2 separate regions of the Danio rerio genome follow, and region 1 is linked to region 2. Evidence: chromatin contacts called from public Micro-C data. All regions are on one chromosome and are shown on one strand. Each heading gives the region's core, a stretch centred on a gene start, on an enhancer-like site or on the middle of the called end of the contact. The rest is flanking DNA. Distances are from core to core; before and after follow the strand shown. Region 1 holds the start of fkbp3 (FKBP prolyl isomerase 3). Region 2 holds the start of LOC101884676 (MAM domain-containing glycosylphosphatidylinositol anchor protein 2-like).

The links. A called contact is a pair of places that touch in the nucleus more often than the background predicts.
Region 1: a Micro-C map of caudal fin shows a contact between it and region 2, with 14 times the contacts expected there. The contact joins the promoter of fkbp3 here to the promoter of LOC101884676 in region 2. A contact is called at or near these places in 2 of 18 Hi-C or Micro-C datasets (caudal fin and hematopoietic stem cells) and 1 of 4 datasets of contacts at active chromatin or transcription factors (caudal fin).

What each region holds. Positions count from the first base shown.
Region 1 is chr20:57,993,804-58,000,705 of GRCz12tu, reverse strand. It overlaps fkbp3 (FKBP prolyl isomerase 3), which reads right to left and starts at 2,703. Exons shown (of 7, transcript NM_001077770.1): 1 at 2,592-2,703; 2 at 1-64. The coding sequence starts at 2,696.
Region 2 is chr20:57,590,850-57,597,241 of GRCz12tu, reverse strand. LOC101884676 (MAM domain-containing glycosylphosphatidylinositol anchor protein 2-like) reads right to left here and starts at 1,839. Exons shown (of 19, transcript XM_073933869.1): 1 at 1,802-1,839. trnas-gcu (transfer RNA serine (anticodon GCU)) reads left to right here and starts at 2,148; the gene lies at 2,148-2,229. rps29 (ribosomal protein S29) reads right to left here. Exons shown (of 3, transcript NM_212953.1): 3 at 4,899-5,017. The coding sequence ends at 5,009.

The DNA.
Region 1 (6,902 bases), core at 1,454-3,953, 400 kb before region 2:
GCTCTTTCTTGGCTGTTTTCGACACATTCTTGATGTTTCCCAGGAGTTTGTGTTCAGCCAGAAACTGAGGAGAGCATGAAGATCATTACACTTACATTCCACTGACAGTGAACACACCATACACACTTCTGCTTCGTCACACCAATGATGACAAGAATGCCTGGAAAACCTCCCTAGGTAGGCGTCCATAACAGATGCCCGAGCCTCCTCAGCTGACTTCTCTGGATGTGGAGGAGAAGCGGCTCTACTCTGAGCTCCTCCCGGGTGTCAGATCTCCTCACCCTGTCTATAAGAGTGCGCCCTGCCACCCTGCAAAACTTCTTTCAGCCGCTTGTATCCGAGATCTTGTCTTTCCGGTCATGACCCAAAGCTCATGAGCATAGGTGAGGGTAGGAACATAGACTGACCCGATACATAGAGAGCTTTGCCTTTCTGCTCAGCTCCTTCTTTACAATGAACCAGTACAGTACATCATCCACATTACTGCTGCCGCTGCTGCTATATATAAATTTACACACACAATTAAGTTCTTCTGGATTATTCTATAATGGTCTGACAATAATCTAACCAGAAATAAATGTATTTTTCCCTTTTTAATTTTTTATTATTATTCAGGTTTATTATTATTATTTATTAAATAATTATTATAAGGGGTTTTACACCTTTAATCAGGCATGTCCAAACTCCTGCTTATTTTCTGCATATTTTAGTTCCAACCCCATTTAAACACACCTGAATCAGCTAATCAAGCTCTTTCTAGTTTTGCTAGAAACTTCCAGGCTTGTGTGTTGAAGGAGGTTGGAGCTAAACTATGCAGGAGACCGGCCCTCCAGGACAGAGCTTGGACACCCCTGCCTTTAATGAACAGGAGAGAGCATTGAGGGACAGCATGGGGAGGAGAGAGAGGGGAAGAAGCGGCAAAGGATCTGGAGGCAGGAATCTGAGACCTGGAGTGCATGTGTCGACACACTGACCACTTCACCACTGCCGCTTACTTTTGGCCTTAATGTTTTTCTAAATAAAATACATAATACAGTTTTCACTTCAGGTAATTATTTTTTGGTCTGTAAACTAATGACATTTCTTCCTAATTTTAAATAAATATTTTGTCAAATACAGCCTTTTTAGCTTAAAAATAATACAAATGTACCGTTAAAATGTTTCTATTCATTTTAAGAATCCAAACTTCAGAGGAGTTAAGAAATCCATATTTGGTTGTATAACCCTGAAAACATGCATTAATTTCCACTAAATGTTCTCAAAAAAGCTGTATTTTATTTTAAATATGTAATAAATGTCATCAGAGCTTTGTAAAGTCAAACAAATCCTCCCATTTTACTCAAACTAACACAATATTAAGAGTTCAAGAACCCTCATAATCTGTTTTACTTGTACATCGTTTCACAATCATAATTGACATGCATTTATAACTTTTACATGAACTTTAATTAAAACTACTGATATTTCTGAAAATGTCTAAATAAAATCACTTCTAAAACAAACATACAAATTTAAACTATTATTAAGTTAATGTTTCTGTGTGGAGTTTTGCATGTTCTTCCAGCGTTCGCGTGGGTTTTCCCCCACAGTCCAAACACATGCGGCTTGAAGGGCATCCGCTGTGTAAAAACTTGCTGGATAAGTTGGCGGTTCATTCCGCTGTGGCGACCCCTGATTAATAAAAGGACTAAGCCGACAAGAAAACGAATGAATGAATGAATAAGAAGTTTCTCACTTTTACACCGTTAGAAACAATGCCAGGAGTATTTATATGATAAGGTTAATTGTAAATGACACAATTTGAGCTGCTACTGTTGTTAATAATTGTATTAATGTTATTATAATTATGTATTATTAATAACAATGTGAAATAATGACGGATAAAAATGTGAATATAATCAAAACACACAAAATGACAAAATCTCTAAATAACAAAAAGCTAAATCTATCCCAACTATTTCGAGTTAAAGTTGGTTTTATATTCACATATTCGGTCATTCTCAATAATACAATTTTAAGAAACGTATTATTTGCAAAGGTATAAATAGTGAAATCTTATTAATAGCCGATGACTATTGAAGCACAACACTGTTCACAGTCAATTCAATAGAGCTGATGTTGTTTTGAAGACATTCATGCTTTTAATTTCAGACCCAATATTGAAGTTAGTATGGTAAACAAAACAGAGACCCTTAAAATGAACCAAGTGCGAATATAAAACCAACTTCACCTTAAATTAAACGATTAATAAAAAGTTAATAAGAAGTTTCTCACTGACTGCAGTGAATAAACCCACTTTTACACTGTCAGAAACAATGACGCAGGAGGATTTAAAAACTAAAAACATATTTTAAACCACACAATTTGAGCTTAAACTGTTATTTACGGTAAAATAACAACACGGTGTGAAATAATGACGGATACAAATATGAATATGATCATAAACAGCAGCATCTGCAGAGTCTGCGCAGCAGTGATGAGGCGAAAATGAGCTCCGCGCGCAGCTCCACACACAGTGTTTGAGACTGTAGTGTGCACTGTAGGGTGTAGTGTGCACTGCATGGTGTGGTGTGCGTTGCGTGCTGCAGTACCGAGTGTGCTGCGCTGTCCTGGATGAACTTAATGAGCTCTTTTTTCGGCACTTCTTCACTTTTTAGCTGCTCGTCGCTCCACTGCCGCTCTGGAGCCGCCGCCATCTTGAATGAAGAGAAACGCGTGCTCGTCAGAAGCCAATCAGCGCAGAGCTTCTTAAAGGAGCCGCGAATTCACATTTTTGCACATCTTCATGCTAATGGCCTGTGTGCACAGCTAGTGTTTTTCAGCCAATGATGACTTCCGGTGAAGTCTATGTGACTATTTTCAATTTTATAAGCTTTTTTTTTTTTTTACAGCATCGATGTTGTAATGTAATTCAAATTCAGTTAAATAGACTTAAGCATCCATTTGATTGTTGAAGTGTAAAAACAAAAAACCAAAGACGCAGGCATCTTCATTAGCAACAGGCTAGCGCAAAAACCATTGAAATTACTGAGGTAAAATTAATTTCCATATTTTAAAGGCATGGCGTGTGAAAGTATAATTTAATGCAGTGCTTCTTGTTTGGTCTGATGCCCACTTTATACGATATCTCAGCAAGGCAGAGGTGAGTGCTGTTTTTTTTTAAGAAATCAGATCTTAAACAATTTTGTATGTGATGACAATTCACCAGAAATTATGAAATTAATTTAAGAAATTATTTTAAGAAATTTAGAAATGATTTAATTAAGAAATTATTTTAAATTAAGAAATTATTAAGAAATTAAGAAATTATTTTAAACTAAGAAACTGCGGTATGAGCTGACGTCAAACAAAAATATATGCTTATCTGTTTACAGATATATACTCTTAAATATATGTGTTTGTACATGTGTATGTATATGTATATATCTATATACAGTTGAAGTCAGAATTATTAGCGCCCCTTTGAATTATTTTTCTTTTTTAAATATTTCCCAAATGATGTTGAACAGATTCTGGAAATGTTTACAGTACGTCTGATAATGTTTGTTCTTCTGGAGAAAGTCTTATTTGTTTTATTTCGGCTAGAATAAAAGCAGTTTTTAATTTTTTAACACCATTTTAAGGACAATATTATTAGCCCCTTTAAGCTATAGCTCTTCCCGATAGTCTACAGAACAAACCATCAATATACAATAACTTGCCTAATTACCCTAACCTGCCTAGTTAACATGATTAACCTAGTTAAGCCTTTAACTAGGCTTAAACTGTAAGCTGTATAGAAGTGTCTTGAAGAATATCTAGTCTAATATTATTTACTGTCATCATGGCAAAGATAAAATAAATCTAAATAAATATAATATATAAATCTAAAAATAAAAATCAGTTATTAGGATGAGTTATTAAAACTATCATGATTATAAATGTGTTGGAGAAATCTGCTCTCTGTTAAACAGAAATTGGGGAAAAATAACCAGGGGGTCTCAAAATTCTGACTTCAACTGTGTGCATATATGATGGACAGTATTTATCAGACATGTATTTCAAATACGTTTAAAAAAAAAATACAAAATAGTGAAAATAGTATTTTGTCATTTGTGTTTAAAAGGGTTGATGATAATGGCTTTATGTTTTGTATCAAAATACTTTAGTGTCTTGTATTTTTATATATAAAATACTGTAAAATACTTTGTAAGAAGTCTACATAAAAATGTGGCCTTTAATAGTGGTGTTTTCTCAGTTATTTGCCAAGGCTCGAGATCAGACTAGAAAATTGCTTAATATTGAAAAAGTTGATCGATGCTCTGAGCATGGATGGAAAATAAATAAAATAAAATAAAGAAAGTAACAGACAAACAGCAGAGGTAAACTCAGGAGCAGGACAAAATCAGACAGGAAAATAAGACAAACATAAGTCCTACAGCGGCGATACGTCCAAAACTTAATTAGCTGTTTCAGTATCTGATCTGCAGGTGCGCCTTATAGGTAATTACACTGTAAAAAATCTAACTTAACAAATTATTAATTTAGCTTAAAATTGTACGTTAGGTGGGCATATTTTGAGTTGAATTTTACTAATAAAAATGATTTAACTGCATGTTTGGAACTGTTTGTTCAATGAAAGTAAAAAAAAAAAATCAGTTGAGGAGACTTTAAACTTTGATTTCTTCATTTCTTCAAAAATAAAAAGTTGAGTTAACTTAAAATTTTAAAGCAACTGGCTGCAATTTTTATTTTTATTTTAATTTAAATTTTTTTTTTTTTTTGAGTTTACGCAGCGGATGCCCTTGCAGCTGCAACCCATCTCTGGAAAATCAGCCTATATCAATATCAGCCTACCCAATTCACCTGTAACACATGCCTTTGGACTGTGGGGGAAACCGGAGCGCCCGGAGGAAACCCTCACGAACGCAGGGAGAACATGCAAACTCCACACAGAAACGCCAACTGACCCAGCCGAGACTCAAACCAGCGACCTTCATGGTGTGAGGTGACAGCACTACCTACTGCACCACCGCATCACATAATTATAATATCATGTTTTTAAAACATTAATTTATTTATTCCAGCCAGGCTAAAAGAAATAAAACTTGCTCCGGGAGAAAAAATATAATAGGAAAAACTGTGAAAATGTCAAAAATGTATTTATTTAGTTTTTCTCATTAATATTAAATACAGCATGCTGTTAATGTTGTTTAATTTGGTCATCATGCTGAAATATTACTGAAATAAACACGAATTATTAATGTGCAATATTTATGTGTATATTTCTAAATAGTGATATATAACTAGTAATATATCAGATATCCTCCTTTATAATGTTATTTTCAGACACATGGTGGCAGTAGATTCACACATGTGGAGCTTCCAGGTAAAATCGTTTCTCAAATGAAGTGAATAAAAACGCTGCTGTTTGTGTTTATCAGCAAATATAATAATTTATATGCATTCACGGCTTCAGTGACCATGTCATAAAATCCATAGAATTCTCCTCACGAATACAGTTTAACAAAGCGCTGTGTGAAGAAATCAATGTGTTCACTTGGGGAGAAAGATATTTGTTTTAAGTCTTGCTGAACCAGAACTGAGGGAAATAAATAAATGCAGCATTTCTCACAGCAAAGTACTGATATATAAGTGAAAATAAATGAAGAATTGTGGCACTGTGGCACTGTTTTCATGTTAAATGTACAGTAAAATAGTGTTGGGTGGACTGCAACAAACAAATACTGATTACATCATTAACTCTGTGCTTAAATTACTTTTTTAATGACCATGAGTGAAAGTAATTTAATTACTCGTTAACAAAATTGAATTATTGGACTCAATACTATTTCAGATTCCATCATCTCAGTGCACGTAGATTAAAATTAAACTCCTTGAATACTTTAAACGGGCATCAAACAGGCTCTTTTAGCTTAACATAAAATTAATACAAGCATTGCACTCTTTAGTCAACAAACAACATTTGTCACAAACTGATATAATACATGATTAAGCTAAATTGTCCAGGGTGACACGGTGGCTCAGTGGTTGTTCCCCCGTGTTGGCATGGGTTTCCTCCGGGTGCGCTAAAGGGGGAATTGATTAATTAAATAAGCCGTAGTGTATAATTGTGTGTGTGAATGAGTGTGTATGGGTGTTTCCCAGTACTGGGTTGCAGCAGAAAGGGCATCCACTGTGTAAAACTTATGGTGGAATAGTTGGCGGTTCATTCTGCTGTGGTGACCCCTGATGAATAAGAGACTAAGCTGAAGGAACATGAATGAATGAATATATGATTTAACTAAGATTCCTATTCATCTCAATGCATGTGGAGATGAAACTCTTTAAATTCTGTAGTTTGGGCCTTATAGCTTAAATTAAAATTAATAAATGCATTACTTTCTTTAGTTTATGAACATCATTTGAAAAATAAAACCTGATATAATGTATGATCATGTATAAAATATATGATTAATGTTTCAAGGCAAAATAATCCCTATCATAAAATAATATTATTACTACCTTGTGATTTAATCAATTGATTATCTTAGACCAAGCATATCTTATGGGAAATGATCGCTGGTAATCGTGACAGCACTCCTACGTCAAGTTGCGGTCGCTCTGAATACCGCTCCAACTGGTCCACCGTTTTTATGTTGTTAAACTTAAAACACTTTTGTTTTCCAGTATTTTTTTATTTATTGTAAACCACATTTTAAATTTTTTTTTTTACATTTTGCAAAACAAAAATGTGTACTGTCCCATATAAACAGTGTGAAAAACAAAAGAACATGAGGTGCAACATAAAGAGCAAAATCTACTATAAATAAGCAGACTTCAGAAAATAATGTTCTTGAGACGCAGTCTGGCTTCAGTCCAAATTCGAGAAACTTCACAAGTATATTTAAGTTCCTTGAGGC
Region 2 (6,392 bases), core at 590-3,089:
CACACACACACACACGGTTATACACTTAATCATTAACTAACACATACACACACTCAGAGACACGCACACAGAGAGAGACTCATGTAATAACACACACACACACACACACAATCACTAACCTGCACCCTGATTTATACAATAACACATACACAACCACTAACACACACTCTCTCAGACACACACACAATCATACATTTACACACATTCACACACGTGCAAACACACACACACACAAACACCAACACACTCTCTCTCTCTCTCTCTCTCTCTCTCTCTCTCACACACACACACACACACACACACAATCATACACCAACACACTCTCTCGCTCACACAAACACACATACAATCAACCACTAACACACTCACGCACACACACACACAATCATTCACTAACACACTCACTCTGTCACAAACACTCAGTCACTCACTCAATCACACACATGTACACACAGTCATACAATATCACATACACACACAATCACACACTAACATATACCCAATCTCACACACTCACCCACACAATCATACACTAACACACACACACACACACACACATTCAACACACGCTCACATTCTCACAAACATACACACATACACTCAGTCAGTCAGTCACACAATCACAAACTAAAACACTCACTCACACAAACATTATTATTGTATTAGTTCACATTATCATTAAGAGTGTGTGGGTGTTTCCCAGTACTGTGTTGCAGCTCAGAGTGCATCCGCTGCATGGAACATAAGCTGGATAAGTTGTTGATTCATTCCGCTGTGGCAAACCCAGATTAATAAAGGGACTAAGCCGAAAAGAATATGAATGAATGACATTATAATTAAAGTTTAATTAATTAATTATATAAATTGAATTAATTAATATATAAATTAATTTATCAATTAATATATATATATATATATATATATATATATATATATATATATATATATATATATATAAAACATCTGGTTTATTGAACTGGTTTTACACTACTAAATCAGCTTGAACTCCCTCATCTAGAATAGAATATAGAATAAAACTCACTCAGCTTATATTCTGTAAAAGTTATAGACGGTGTTCAGGATCTCTGCTGATGTGAAGCTTGCTTTTCTTTAAATGTTTTACGTTTCTGCCATCTAGTGTCTGAGAGCAGGTTTGCAAACTGTCCTTGAGTTTTCAAGACCACCACCACAACCCTATTATCACCCGTCAAACAATGCTCATCACAAACCAAACACCCATTAAGGCTCACAATGTACTTCATCAATTGGCTGCTAATATAATTTTACTATTTAGAATTTATAATTAGTACTTTTCTAAGTTTATATTATTAATGAGAAAGACTGAATTTGCCAATATAAAACCAACTTAACCTCAATCAAAACAACCACATAGTAACACCTTAAAACACCTAGTGACTACTCAGAACTCCATAGCAACCTCCCAAAATACCCTAGCAACCACTTTATTAAAAATAAATACATTTTTAGATATTTGCTAAATCCAAAAGTTCTTCGAAAGTTCAGGCTAAGCTTTCTCTGAAGCGTGTCTCTCGATCTGTTGTATAGTTGATAAAAAATAACCAAATAAACAGTAAAACATAATGTTTGGCGGTTGCGCCTTGTGACAACAAACACAACTTCGGACTTATTTTACCTGAAAACACACTGTTTTCGAAGCCAAACACACGGCAGCGACTTTTTATAACGCCAACAACATAACATTAACAATATACAGCGGAGGCTGATGTGTTTTTGAACGTTATTAGCTGATAAACAAAAATAATATTGAAACAAAACTCACCTCAGCTTGCGTTGAACAGGCCTTAGCAAACTCCAACCGACAGATGGCGCCAATTATCCATACTTTATTATAATTTGAAAATACATCTTTTAGCATGTACAAGAGGTTATTCGAAATCCTTGAAATTAAATAAGTTTGGGAAAAAAAATATGTTAATAAATAAAACTCCACATAAACGGAGGCGCTCCTTATGAATATTAATCAGGTCACGCTGATGTTGAGCGTCCGATCAAGTGTTGTGATTAATATTCATGAGCCACGTAAAGCGGTTTATTTATTTGGCTTTTTCCACTTGTAATCATCATTTAGCTTGTTTCTACACATTTTTATCTGTCTTATACACATGGACGAGGTGGCCGAGTGGTTAAGGCGATGGACTGCTAATCCATTGTGCTCTGCACGCGTGGGTTCGAATCCCATCCTCGTCGAGTGGTTTTGATTGATTCATTTCTATAAGGGATTCGGACATTTGTTCTATTCCTTATAGGTAAACAACGCTGAGAAAAAAATCAGAGCTGAACAAATTCGGTAAAATTAGATTATTACACACACTTCAACTCTGTTCAATTGTAAACATCCTGCCGAAAAAAACTGCTAAAACCAGCCTAAGCTGGTTTTCAGCTGGTCTCTCAGCCTGGTTAAGTTGGTTTTAACTGGTCTCCCAGCCTGGTCAAGCTGGTTTTAGCTCTTCTCCCAGCCTGGCCAGGGTGATTAAGCTGGTCTCCCAGTCTGGTTTTAGCTGGTCTCCTAGCCTGGTCAAGCTGGTTTTAGCTGTTTTTTGCAATAGTAAACTTTAAGTTCAAATTAAATATATATTATTATTAGCAATGATAAATACACATTAAAGTAGCACATATGCTTTCAGCATCGTTAAATCACTTGTGCACATTCGCAATAGTCACATATGAGTGATATGTTAAGTTCATATGTTGGGATTCGACAGGGTGGGCCACTTATATAGATACAAATAAAATGGGAATGGTTGGTGATATTAACGTCTTGTTTGTGGCACATTAGTATATGGCTGTTTCTCAATCCCAAGAATGCAGAGAACGGACTTGCGTTCTTGTGGAGACCGGTCTAGCCAGGTGTCCTCGGAAGAACGAACTCAGGAGACCAGAACAGACACGCGTCCTGTGAGAAATGGGATGCTGCGTTCTTCCTGATGGTCACATGACCTTCACGTGTTTTAAATGGTAGATAATTTAAACATTACAACATACAAAGATTTATTGTTATTCCGATTTTAAATACATTTACTCTGCATAAAAAACATTATCAATAGACTCTGCACAACATAAATAAAACTGATTATTGGGAATTTCAGCAAACACCCTTAATGTGTTTATTCCTTTATTAAGATGTTCACGGTCATGTTTACTTTGACGGTTTCATTTAGGGAAACTCCTGAGGTAAATAAATAATATCTCTGAACTTTAATATTAAATCTAGATAAAATGCTGCGCTTCCCACCTCCAGTCGCAATGACTTCTGGGACTTCCAGAGCGAGTTCGGTGTTCAAGTCTGCATCGGTGCATCCTCAATATCAAGATCCGGGAAGTTTCATGCATCCTCCGTACTTGCGGTCTGGAGTATTGGAACTAAACTTAGGCAGCTGATGATGACGTTACACAAGAACACGAGGACACAAGACCGCTGAAGAACGCATATAGAGAAACAGCCTATGTGAGAGGGCAAACTTTTCAAGATGGGTGGTGACCATGGTGGCCATTTTGAAGTTGGCCATCTTGGATCCAACTTTTGTTTTTTTTAATAGGCAGAGGGTCATTTGACAGCCAATTATATCACTGTATGCAAATACACCACCATAGACAGTGGCTTATTGCTGACTAATTTTATTGGCTGACGCCGCTATGATGATCGCGTCAGCCTCAACTTCAAACACACCCTCTGTCAAGCGTTGATGCTAAAGCCTCTTGTGAATGGAGCGTTAAGCTCAATGACTGTAAAAAATATGGACGACGCGACAGCCCCTTTTCCCATTGAACGCCTTGAGGGCAAAACGCCTGCTTGGCGGGCACAAACTGTCGCAAAAGACTGCTGAAATTGGAGCCAGACATGCGCAGAAGGATTGTCTGATGGAGCCAGAGGAGGAGCCGCGAAAATGAGCAGAGTCGAGCTTCCAATCAAACGCTTTATGTAAAATCAACTACGCCCCCCGAACTTCTCAGCATGCGTTTGCTGTCATATCAACACAAATGGATGTAATAACGTTAACAAATATGAGGGTTTTATATATTCAATCGCGCCAGCTCCAGGCCGCAGCGCATAACCTACTCGCGGCGTCGCGGGCTGATTCCGGCTCGCATGCGGCAGCGCCTGCTCGCTCGGCCGCCGCATCTGGCTCGATTGACTCGGACTGGAATCTGGCAGTGAGTCCAGGCATCCGGAGTAGGTCCAGCAGAGGTAGTCAGTCTGAGCTCTAAGAGATAAGTCTCCGGCAGGCGAGAATCTAGCCGGAACTGTGTTTTGCTATCTGGGTGGCTAGGCGTGTATCAGCAAACTAATAAAGCCCGAAAAAAGCCCTGAACTTAGCGAATAAACAGTGTTCCACCAGGATCATGTATGTCAGAAACTATAGTTTACTGCTGAACTCATTTTGTCAAGGTAAAATAACACAGAAATCGAATAATAACACTTCAGTCTACTTCAGTCTCCTGCCGAAGCTCAGACGCGCTGCTTTGAGAAACTGTCAATCACAGCTGTCAATCACGATGACACGCCCAGCATTAAATTACTGCTAAAAACAAACTGTTTACAAAAATAAAGATCTGCACCTATTTCAGCACAATAACCAGTGCCTTAATCCACCAGAACTATCTTTCGGGACATTTTATTGCAAGTGTAATATTTTTTTTTTATTTGGGCTCAAGTCTCCTTCATTAACACGGAGGAGGCGGGCTTTATGACTTGTACTGCAGCCAGCCCCCAGGGGGCGATCTAACGGCCGAAACCTTCACTCAAACGTAGGCTTGAGGCACACTTGGTTAAGCTCAGTCTGTAATAAAACACCAGTTCAATAAACGTAAACATTTTTTCAATCCCAACCACAATTAAAGACACGGCACAACTTCTCAACAGAAACAAAACAAAGTGTTTATTGTATTTTCCACAGTAACTTCATGACGTCAGGTTGGACTGGAATGATGTTGACTCCCCATCATGAAAGTTCAGCCGTTCACTCGTTTAATCCAGCTAGAAAAACAGAGTAAAGAATTATTAGTATTGTCTAATGATGCGTCAGTCACCAACAAAAATTAACCATTTAAATGTGAAAAATATCAGCCAAAAAAAATTTTTTTTTTTTTTTAAATGTTATATTTTATTTACTAAACTAGTTATATTGTAAGAAATATCATTATCGCACTCAACATTTTTCGCAGTGTCGAATATGTATACAATTCATCGCTATCTCATGACAATTCATTATCTTGTATTTTTAGTTGCATTTTCGCACAACTGAGCGGAATTTAAAAGGATGCGTGGCACAAACCCCGCCTCTAAACCCAACCGTGATTGGGGGATGAGCAAATTGTACAAAAGATTGTACTAATACGAATTAGCCACTAAATCAAGGTTACAAAATGCCATGATAGCGTTGAACTATATACATTCAAGACACTACATTAGACACTGCGCAAGTACGCAATATTGTTGTTGAGTGTTGCAATATGTCTTACAATAAAACCAAATTGAAAAAAAAAAATACAACTATAATTTTTTTATTATTATGTAAAGATCATAAACTAGACATTTTTCTAAGATAATCAAAATACTTTATTGCAGTTCTCTATGATATGGCTACTATTATACTCATTACTAATATTATTTATTACACCTATACTGTATTCTAGGGCTGCACAATATATTGTTTCAGCATCGAGATCACAATGTGCGAGTCCGCACAGAGATCTGCAATGTAGTCTGAATTAAACTTGACTGAAGCATAAGTTATCAACATAGGAGCCATTTCAAATTTTAACCTTCGAGGGTAAGTTTTTATAATTGCATGCGTTTGAGACCTGACTAATGCCTAGTTCAGACTGCGTGATTTTAGCCCCGATTTTGGCTCGCCGACAGGTGTTGAGAAATCGCCGACAAATGCCTGAAATCACAGGCAAATCGCTGCTCGTGCACGTGAGTGACAATCACACAGTATGAACTATCAAAGACACGATCTGAGAGAATCGCCGATGAGTCGCCGATGCCTGTGAGATATTTGGCGTGCTGAATATCTGGAGCTGTCGGCGATTCAAATCATACCGTGTGAATTGAGTTTTGACTGAAAATAACATCAGCGATCGCCTACAGCCAATGAGAGAGCAGCTTTCACTTGAGTGTGCGTGTGTGTATGCCTGCTGCAGGCCAGCGGGAGGCTGGGGAGAAGTTAAAAGCGCTCATTTTCGGTTTATTTGGACCCACGAAATGGAGGAAAAACTAGTGGAGGTTTGACAGGACTCAGGAGCAACTGTGTCTGTTTGACGGTTCATACAGAAGGAAATTAGTTTATTATCAACTTAAGTTGAGGAGAAATGGCTAAAATCCCTTTAACCCAGGTGAGCAAACATGT